2 separate regions of the Mus musculus genome follow, and region 2 is linked to region 1. A link is a contact called in public Hi-C data. All regions are on one chromosome and are shown on one strand. The core of a region is the stretch at or near the end of the contact, and the rest is flanking DNA. Distances in the headings are between cores, read along the strand shown.

What was found. Hi-C and Micro-C count contacts between places; a contact is called where the count stands out from the background.
Region 2: a Hi-C map of the G1E-ER4 cell line shows a contact between it and region 1, with 7 times the contacts expected there. The contact joins the promoter of Rack1 here to the promoter of Rnf145 in region 1. A contact is called at or near these places in 1 of 39 promoter capture datasets (cranial neural crest) and 1 of 484 Hi-C or Micro-C datasets (the G1E-ER4 cell line).

Annotation. Positions count from the first base shown.
Region 1 is chr11:44,517,021-44,521,732 of GRCm38.p6, reverse strand. Rnf145 (ring finger protein 145) reads right to left here and starts at 2,777. Exons shown (of 11, transcript NM_028862.4): 1 at 2,459-2,777.
Region 2 is chr11:48,797,975-48,802,686 of GRCm38.p6, reverse strand. It overlaps Rack1 (receptor for activated C kinase 1), which reads right to left and starts at 2,327. Exons shown (of 8, transcript NM_008143.3): 1 at 2,115-2,327; 2 at 853-1,024; 3 at 267-414. The coding sequence starts at 2,223. Gm36109 (predicted gene, 36109) reads left to right here and starts at 3,284. Exons shown (of 2, transcript NR_166852.1): 1 at 3,284-3,306. It overlaps LOC115485831 (a small nucleolar RNA gene), which reads right to left and starts at 1,822; the gene lies at 1,755-1,822. Snord96a (small nucleolar RNA, C/D box 96A) reads right to left here and starts at 654; the gene lies at 578-654.

The sequences.
Region 1 (4,712 bases), core at 1,528-4,027:
TAATTGGCTCAAACCTTATATGTTATTTTGGATCCAGGGTCAAACACTGCTGATGAACAATTATTAAGCTGGAGCTCAGAATTCCCTTAAAACCATGATACCCAGCAACCCTAGACACAGGAATAGCAAAAACAAAAGGTCCAAAACCGCCAAATGCAAATATGTAAGCTTTCTGCACTATCTTATCTTCCTGTAAGATCCCAAAATTTCCTTGGGTTATTGAAACAAACTGGAAATGAATTCTCCATCATGTCTCTGCAAGCCACGTAAACTAAAGGTGACTCAAACCCATGTTAGACAGCCCAGCAGCTAAGTAAATGAAAAGTTTTGTCCCAGAAACAGTAAACTTTCTTTCCAGAAACAGAAAATGTTTCTTCCCAGAAACGGAAAGACTCAATAAATGCTCACCAAAACCCCAAACCCTGGCTGTTTCAATAAATGCCTTTCCAAGACATGGAAACAACGTCTTGTATAATGTGCAGTTTATTATAGGGCTTGAGGGTTAGGAAACACAGATCCTCACTCTGCATTGTCCTAAAACTACCAAAGTTTAGTTTTGAATAGGGAGAAATCAGACAAAGAAACTTCAACAGTAAGAAAAATGTAACTGCTGGGCTCCGTTGGAAAACTATCTTTAAAAAAAAAAAAATGTGGTATTAAAAAAAAAAGGAATCCCACAACTCCTTAACTACCTTTTTAAAAAAGACAAAGCAAAAATAAGATGACTTAAATTGATAACAGATAATTTAGGGCTGAAAGTTACAAACAAAACCATCACCATCAACCTTCCTTCTCTGCTCCCAGCAATTCAAACAAATTCTAAATCAACTAAAACTGAATCTAAGCAAATGGGGGACAAGGAGGCTGTCTATCCATTGGGATGCTGAGACCTTAAAAAAAATAAACAAACAAAACAAAAAACAAAAAAACAAAAACAAAAACGAGAGGGCGAAGCTGGACCCTAAAATCCGAAAGTAACTCCGCCCAGAAAGGAGACCAGGAAAGAGAACTTCCTTACATAAGCGCTGGCACACGTTTTAAATATAGCTAATCCTCCCCACTCCCACTGTGTTGCTAGCTAACTTTGTAGGGACTTGGTTTCCACAGAAACTACTAGCAATCCTGTGATTCCTCATCATCTCCGAAACCACATCCACAGATAAGAGTCCACCCTCCAGTGAAAGAGCCATCGTCCAACCTAAGGGCCCGACACAGAGAAGGAAAACAACGCTACCTCTGCCATTGGACGCTCAGCCTAGGTCACGACTGCAGCACCGGCAGCTCATCCTTTTGGGTCTGGTTCAAGATTCACAAAACTGCACACTCGGTATTTTATAAAATAAAGACAGACACACACACACACCCCTTCCTTTCAGACTAGTTTCCTGTTTACTGCAGACAGAGATGCAAAGCCATCCATTAATCTTTGATGCCTTCCCACTGCAAAGGCCCCTTCCCCCGCCCCATCTCACTCTCTCCCCGCACCTCCCCCAACCCCGCCTGCTTTGCTCAGATACATTTGAACTGTAGTAACCCCAAGCCAGCTCGCCGCAAGCAGGCAGCGAGCACAGCACAGCAGCGCGGCACGGACGCAGCAGCCCCAAGGCTAGGGGATTACGTGGAGCAGAAACTCTGCCAGGAAGAGAAGCCCGGGTGCTCCCTGCCTCGCCAAGGGTGCTGGCTCTACCGCGCCTCATAAGGCGCGCTTATATGAGTCAAGTTCCTAACCCTTAGATAGAATAGGGGGTTCATTCCACAAAGGTCCTAGGGTGGGAAAGCAGAACTGGAGAGGGCGAACCCAGGGATGGCGAGCGGGAAAAGGAACACAGTAAGAGAGAGATGAGCTGCTCGTGACTGAAGAGAGGCGCACTGCACACTAAGCCAGGGGTCCCCCTATTCTTTGGGCTTGGCAGGTCTTTCTGAAACCCGCAACCTGCACCGCCTGCACATGGTTAGGCTGAGTTAAGGGGCTGCGAGGTGAGGAGACGCCAGGGAAGAGGGAAGAAGCTTGAAAGCAAAAAGAGTGAACAGAAACGCAAAAGACGAAAAGTTAGAAATGCAAACCTGAGCAAAGGAGCCCGGACTGGACACCTCTGCCAGAGAGACCGGGAAAGGCCTTGCAACCGGGGTACAGGAGAGCAGAGAGGGGTGAGCCCCAATGAGGGCATCTCAGGAATGTGAGGGTTCTCTCCCTCTCCAGGCGCGGGAGGAAAGAAGGATGGAAGGTGGTGAGGAGGCAGCCGAGGCCCCGGGAACGAGTATGAGGCTCTGCGAGGAGGTCGCAGGAGACTGATCGCTGCTCAGGGGTGGGCGGGAGGGCGCGGTGCGGAGGGGGACCAGGCCGGGGCCAAGAGCCGGAGAAGGAGGGGGCGCGGCGGGGAGGAGCGAGGGTGGGGGAGGGGAGGGGAGGCGCAGTGGGCAGCAGGCCTGCGGGATGCTCCCGGCTGACCGCAGTCACCTGGAGCCGCAGCCTCCCTGCCTGCGGGGCGGCACTGGGGATGGCGGTGTCCGCTGCTGCCCGGCTCCGATTCCCGCCCCTCCGGTGAGATCTTCGGTTCCGACGGCGGGGGGCCCGGTTTGCGCGGCTCACAGCGGCGGCTCTCCCGCGTCCGGCCTCGGCTGCGGCGTCTCGGGAGGCGGAGGCAGCGGAAGCGGCCCGAACCGTGAGGTCACCATCCTCCGCGGCGACAAAGGCGCTCCCGGGCCGAGCGCCGGCACCAGCGCCCGGCGGCCGCCATGGCCTGGTCCCCGCGCTCCGGCTCCGCCCCCCGCGCTCTGCGGCGACCGCCGGCTCGCGCGCTCTGCGCCTGCGCGCGAGCTCGCCATCGCCCGGCCCCCGTGCGCCCACGCTCACTCACAATCGCGCACGGCGGGATCTTCCCGCACCGCCTCCGTTGAGTGGGCCCGAAACGCCGGCTTCTCTTTGGTGCTGGTCCGGCAGACTATTCCAAGGAAGGGTGAGGCGACACCGGGACATGCACTGTGACCCCAGCCATTCTGACACGTGTTCGCGCTCACTCCGCAGACACCACGAGCCGCACGCGCCCACACCTACACTCACCTGCTGGGACCACGTGGGACAATGTGAAAGGCTGGTCCCTGCCGCGTGCAAACCCAGAGCAATTTTTAACTCTCTCCTTGACTAGACTAAGACTCGTCTCTAAGGCATCAGGGACGACGAAGAGTAAAATGCTGGATGAGTGAATGGTTTGGAATTGCTCCCTGGGACTGTATTCCGGCTCCTTCGTTTGGTGCAAATGATTAACTACTGTATGAAAATAAAAGGTGTAAATAGGTTTGCCATTTCTTTTGGTTCAAGGTTCAAACCACATTAGTGTGCACACACCCTTTCCCTGAAACCCTTTTGTTCTGCTCTAGTCTCCTAATACTATGGCACATTCTTGCCGTATTATAAATGTAGAAGCTTTTAGAGCAGGATCTGTGTCTATATAGTATATAAGCTTGCTGAGGACTTAAGCTGATCTTTGCAGGGATCTATTACTACGTTCATCTGTATTACCATTGCCTCGCTATTACCTTCTGCCATTTGCTCTGTTGTTCCTTGCTTTTAGTTTAGTCCCTTGAGAATCAGTTGCCACTAGAAACTAGTGTGGCCTTTCATTAGGCAGTGCCTAGGTAACAGAAGATGAACACCAAGTGATTTGTAAGGCATTGCAACCATTCTGGCTCATTCGGAAACTTGCCAAGAGCCTCCACCTTACAATCTGTACAAGACAAAATGAGTATTCTTTGATGTTTATGTGTCCTTGTCCACTGCTTATGAGACACATACACCCACGATTCTGAACCTCTGGGTCTCCCCTGCTATAAAACTGTAAACACAACCTCTACATATACAAGGTCATCAGAGCAGGAGAGATGGCTTAGCTCTTAAGAGCCCTTTTTGTTCTTCTAGAGAACACCCCACCCCCAGGTTCAATTCTCAGCACCCAGGTGTAGCTGGTAACTCGAGTCCCAGAGGATCTGACGCCCTCTTCTGGCCTCCATGGACACTACAAACATGTGGTGCTCAGACATATCTGCAGACAAAACATTCATAGATGTAAAATAAGTAATATGTAGCCAAAGCCATCACTAAAGTTCACAGTAGCATATCTCCCTCCCATTTTCTGTGACTGTGATAAAACTTGGACAGAATTTATGGAGAATGGGTGTGTTTCAGCTCACTGTTTAACGCACAGTCCCTCGTGGGGCAGGTTAAGGCATCAGGAACTTGAAACAGCTGGTCACTTCACCCAGAGTCTAGAAGCAGAGAGTGATGTGAATGCATGCATGTCACTGCTCACTGCCTCATGTTCCTCACTCGTAAGCAGTGCAGGATGCCCTATCCAAGGAATGGCATCACACTAATCAAGAGAATGTCCTCAGGAGCCATGGTCCCATGTGACTAATTTTGTCAAATTGATGATTATCGGTAACTGTCACCTACTAGCTTCATAGCAGGGTTTAAATGTTTCTGGGGGTTCTGTTCATAACTCGTTATAGCCACTTTTGTTTGGATCCCTTAGGCCACCTTGGAATAACCATTAAACCTGTCACATCACAGAGCAGTGGTTTCATGAGTCTCTTCTGTATGTAGCCTCCTAGGTAAAAATCCTCACTGGCTGATGGTTGCAATAGGAAGCTGCCTATGCTAGCAACAGCTTTCCTTGGCTTTTACTCTCAAAGTTTCACTGCTGGCTAAGGCAGGA
Region 2 (4,712 bases), core at 1,078-3,577, 4.3 Mb before region 1:
CCTGTAAGTCCCATGCCAGTCACAAGCCAGCATGCTTAGCTTAAAAATAACAAAAAACAACCCCAGACAGTCACAGGACTAACAACACACAATGAAAAGCTAAAGAGGCAGTCGGTGGCACACAGCTTCACCCCAACACCTAGGAGTCAGATCACTCCAGGCCACCAGGACTACCTAGTGAGGAACCCACCTCAGAAACAACCCAAGTCCCCAGGGGGCGGGAGGTAGCCCTGAACATGCTGTCCCTACCACCCTTATCCCTTTACCTGGACCGTGTACTTGCAGACACCCAGAGTATTCCATAACTTTATGGTCTTGTCTCGGGACCCAGAGACAATCTGCCGGTTGTCAGAGGAGAAGGCCACGCTCAACACATCCTTGGTGTGGCCGACAAATCGCCTTGTGGTGGTGCCCCTAAGAAGGAGAACCTGGTCACTTTCTAGACAGGTTTTGTCCATCCAGCTAGAGCCTTTTCCTAGCTTCATCCTTGCCCCGTAGGCTCTATTACCCCACACAGTCCACACGTGGCTTAGAACCTACTACTAGCCTATGTCATGTCTGACATGTATCAGAGAACCCATTCAGAATTGCAGGACATGTCCTCATTCCCTTGTGGGGGATTGGTTGACAATGTCGTCTTGTCATCACTAGGATCCTCTATTACATCTGCCAAATGCCCATCTAAGACAACGTACAAGATGAGACACTTCATAGGTACCCAGTTTAAAACAACACCCCCAAATGTTGCTTTACCCTCTACAAAAGGACCAATTACCAAGGGGAGACTGCACCCCGGCGAATCTACCTCAGTTCTGCCCACTTTCCCCCCAAGATTCCAAAGCAGCTACTTGCGTTGTGAGATCCCAGAGGCGCAGCGTTCCGTCCCAGGAGCCCGAGAGGGCAAACTGACCATCAGAGGAGATAACAACATCACTAACGAAGTGGGAGTGACCTCTCAGAGCACGCTGTGGTATGCCATAGTTGGTCTCATCTCTGGTCAGCTTCCACATGATGATGGTCTTGTCTAAAAGGGTTGGTAAAGGTTGGTATAAGCCTACTTACTGTGCACCATTTACAGTCTTAAAGTCACTGGGGCCAGTAAACGGGACAGAGAAACTTCAAGTTATAAATAAAAGAGGCTTACTACTCTACAATATCAAGAGCTGTAGATCTCAGCTGTAATGTGAGACTATGGGCACCACACTTCCTGGGATTGAGACTTAAGTTCCACATTCAAAATGTATTTTATTTAAAGTGGCTCCCTACATACATATGTGTGCTACCTGTGTCTATGGTGTTCAGAAGTGCGTGTCAGGTCTCCTGGAACTAGTTTCAGATGACTGCAAGCTACCATGCAGGGTCTGGGAAACTAACCCTAACCTTAGTCATCGTCCGGGCCCGAGACTAATTAACAGCAGAAGCACCACTTGGGTGTATGTAGGCTGAGCAGAGACAGCCTTTCCCGCCTGAGAGTTACTGAAATAAATGCAGCCGTTATTGTAGCATCAGACACAATCCTAGCCACGAACCAACTTACACAGAAACGGACAATAATAAGCCTAGTATTAGGTAGGAGAGAAAATGAGCATAATTTTGGGGTGGGTAGGGAGGAAATACACATGAAGATACATCATTAAAGAAAAAAAATCATTAGTTACAAGAAAACCTAGGGCGGGACAATCAAGTCCGGAAATGTGGGGAACAAGGCATCTACAAAGTTTACCCACTGTCTATAGTTTAGGGCCAGGCGACAACAGCTCAGAAACAGCCTCTGGATTTCAGCAAAGCCACTCAGATGGCATGTTGGGGTCATCATTGCTCCGCCCGTCTTGTAGCCCCGTAAAACTACTTAAACACATCTCCAGGAAGCAAGCGAGAGATTTAAAATCGCCAACTTTGGGAGGTGGGGTGTGAGTACAGTTGCGCGACGTGTCTCGGTTTCCGTTCATGTGTAAAGGGTCGTCCCGGTTGGGGCCCAAGTTGGGGTATGCACGCCCCAACTAACAACTGGGTTGGGGAATGAACCGAGCCAACACGCGCGCCACTTGCTTAACCACGAGACTCTCATGCAGTCCCCAGGACACCGGGTGATTTACCCGGCATGCAGCCCGTACCTCGAGACGCAGACAGGATCATGTCCGGGAACTGCGGTGTGGTGGCGATCTGTGTTACCCATCCATTGTGGCCCTTAAGGGTCCCGCGAAGGGTCATCTGCTCGGTCATGGCTGCAGTTGATGCGAGGGTCGCCGCAGCGACAAGGATGGCACCGGATAGCTCAGAGAGCCAAGCACCACAGCGGCTGCCACCACGACCCTGTGGAGAAAAAGAAAGAGCGGCCTCCGCCGGAACCGGAAATACTCGGAGAGCAAGGCGGGGATTCCCATGATTCACTGCTGCTCAAAGATAGCTGCACTGAGAAGTGGGAGGAACTGGGAGAGTAGGTCTCAAGTATCGTCGTTTCTTCTGCCACGCAACCTAGTTTGGCAGCGCTGTACAAATGCATTCTGAAGCCAGATGCGCCAGGGTTTTAGAAAGGCTTCTCGGGAGATTAAAGCATGCCGTGGAAGCAGAAGTGGGGCTGAGGGCACACAAGCAAACTACAGTGGCCTCTCCGCCCTTACGTGGCAGAGACGCGGCTCCGCCCTTTCCGCTTCTGTTCAGTTCCTTGGTTGGAGACCCCGGCTCCAACTTTGACTTACGGAAGTACAATTAAAGTCGCAATTAGAGGCGTGTGCCAGCAAATCTGGCCTGTTTGTTTGTTTTATGGCAAAATTTCATGTAGCGAAGGCTAGTCTTAAACTGGTTGTGTTGCCAAGGATGGTTTTGAACTACCGACCTGCTTCTGTCTCCCAAGTACTGGAATTATAAACCGAGCCGCCGCCCGGCGAGGCTATAAAGGAGGAAGTGCTGGGTTCAGATTTCTGGGGATTCTGTTGGAAGCCCTTTCTGTGCCTCTGATCATTCCCCAGAAAAGCCTGCTGGTCTGTCTTGTGCTGCCCTGAAAGAAGTGTTCCCGGACGGGGAAGCAGAGGAACACGGATAGCCTGGCAACCCGATGACCTCAACACGTGTTCAAATTTTGTAGTGTTTCCAAATGTCACAGATCTGGCCTTAAAAAGTTTTAACTGTATGTTTTAAAGTATTTGTGTGTGAGTGCGCTTGTGATTGCCACAGAGCACTGGCTGAAGTCAGGAATTTTCTCTCCTGCCATGTGTGTTTGGCTACAGCCGATTTGTTCAGCTTCACTTTTTTTTTTTTTTTTTTTTTTTTTTTTTTTTTTTTAAGGAGCACACACAGGTCAGGAAGGTAAGCAACCACTAATGTCTATGTGAACTAAAGGATACATTTAATTATTTATTTTAGTGCTATGGGTTGAACTCCCACATGCTAGGAAGAGTGCCTTACAGAGTTAAATCCACCCAACTCCCAGCCTTGTTTAGTTTTTGTTCGTTTTTTTGTTTGTTTTTTGTTTTTCGAGACAGGGTTTCTCTGTGTAGTCCTGGCTGTCCTGAAACTCACTCTGTAGACCAGGCTGGCCTCGATGATGGAATTCATCACCACATTCAACCTTGTTTCGTTTTGATTCAGGATGTGCATAGCTCAAATTGGCCTTAAATTTATGATCTCCCTTCCTCAGCCTGCCAAGTAACTAAGATTATAGCCCTAAAACACCAAGCCCTAGGTATAAGTATTTGTTTTTCTTTCTTTTTTTTTCTTTTTTTTGGTTTTGTTTTGTTTTGGAGACAGTGTTTCTCTTTGTATCCCTGGCTCTCTGTAGACCATGCTGGCTTGTTTTTTTCTATTCGTAAATTGCATGGAATTTAACTTCTCCTCCTCCTCTTCTTATGTGTTTTGTTTTTCCAGACAATGTGTAGCCTTAGCTGCTCTGGAACTTGCCCTCTAGACCAGGATGGCCCTGAAGTCCGAGTTCACCTGCCTCTGTCTCCCAAGCGCTGGGACTAAAGACATGCACCACCATCATCCAGCTGAGTTTAGTTTCTTATCTGTGATAAGAGATTGAAATTAGTACTTATAAAATATGGTAGTGCGGAGAATAAAGGAATATAGGAGACTAAGCATGGTGTCAGAGGTTTGGGATCCGAGTGTTCAGGAGGCAGAAGTAGGAAGATCACTGATGTCACGGCTGACCTAGTCTATTTAGTAAATTCCAGGCAAGCCAGCTTAGGTCACAGATAAGAACCGAAGGAAGAAAGAAGCCGGATGGCCATTTTGTTTTGTTTGTAGTTTACGTCTTATCATGGTGGGGTAAGACAGTGAGGTTAAGTTTGGAGGGAAGCCATAGGCAGATGTGAAAGCACAATATCTTGTGGGTATCTGGGGAATAGTTCCATTGCAAAGGCTTTTGGCTGGGATCCGTAGGCCGAGCAGTGAGAGTTGCCAGAGTTTGCTGGGATTAGGGGACCTTAGCAAGGTGCACTGGAAGGCATTTGGAAAGGAAGGTATATGTTAGGTGAATGTTGTGTGAAGTTGCAGCCCCCTGTGGTTGCTCAGAGATGTAAAAACCAGGGTCTCTCAATTAAGACCACTTGCTCTGCCGGCCTGTTGCAGACTCACCCGTTGTAGTCTCGGTGGAATATGCAGGGTACTACCCTGGATGTGTTCTTTCACAACCAGAGGGATGCCTTCTTAGCACCCCAAGGTTTTACATCATCTGTCTCTTTGGTAGACCCAACTGGCTGTCTTTCATTTTT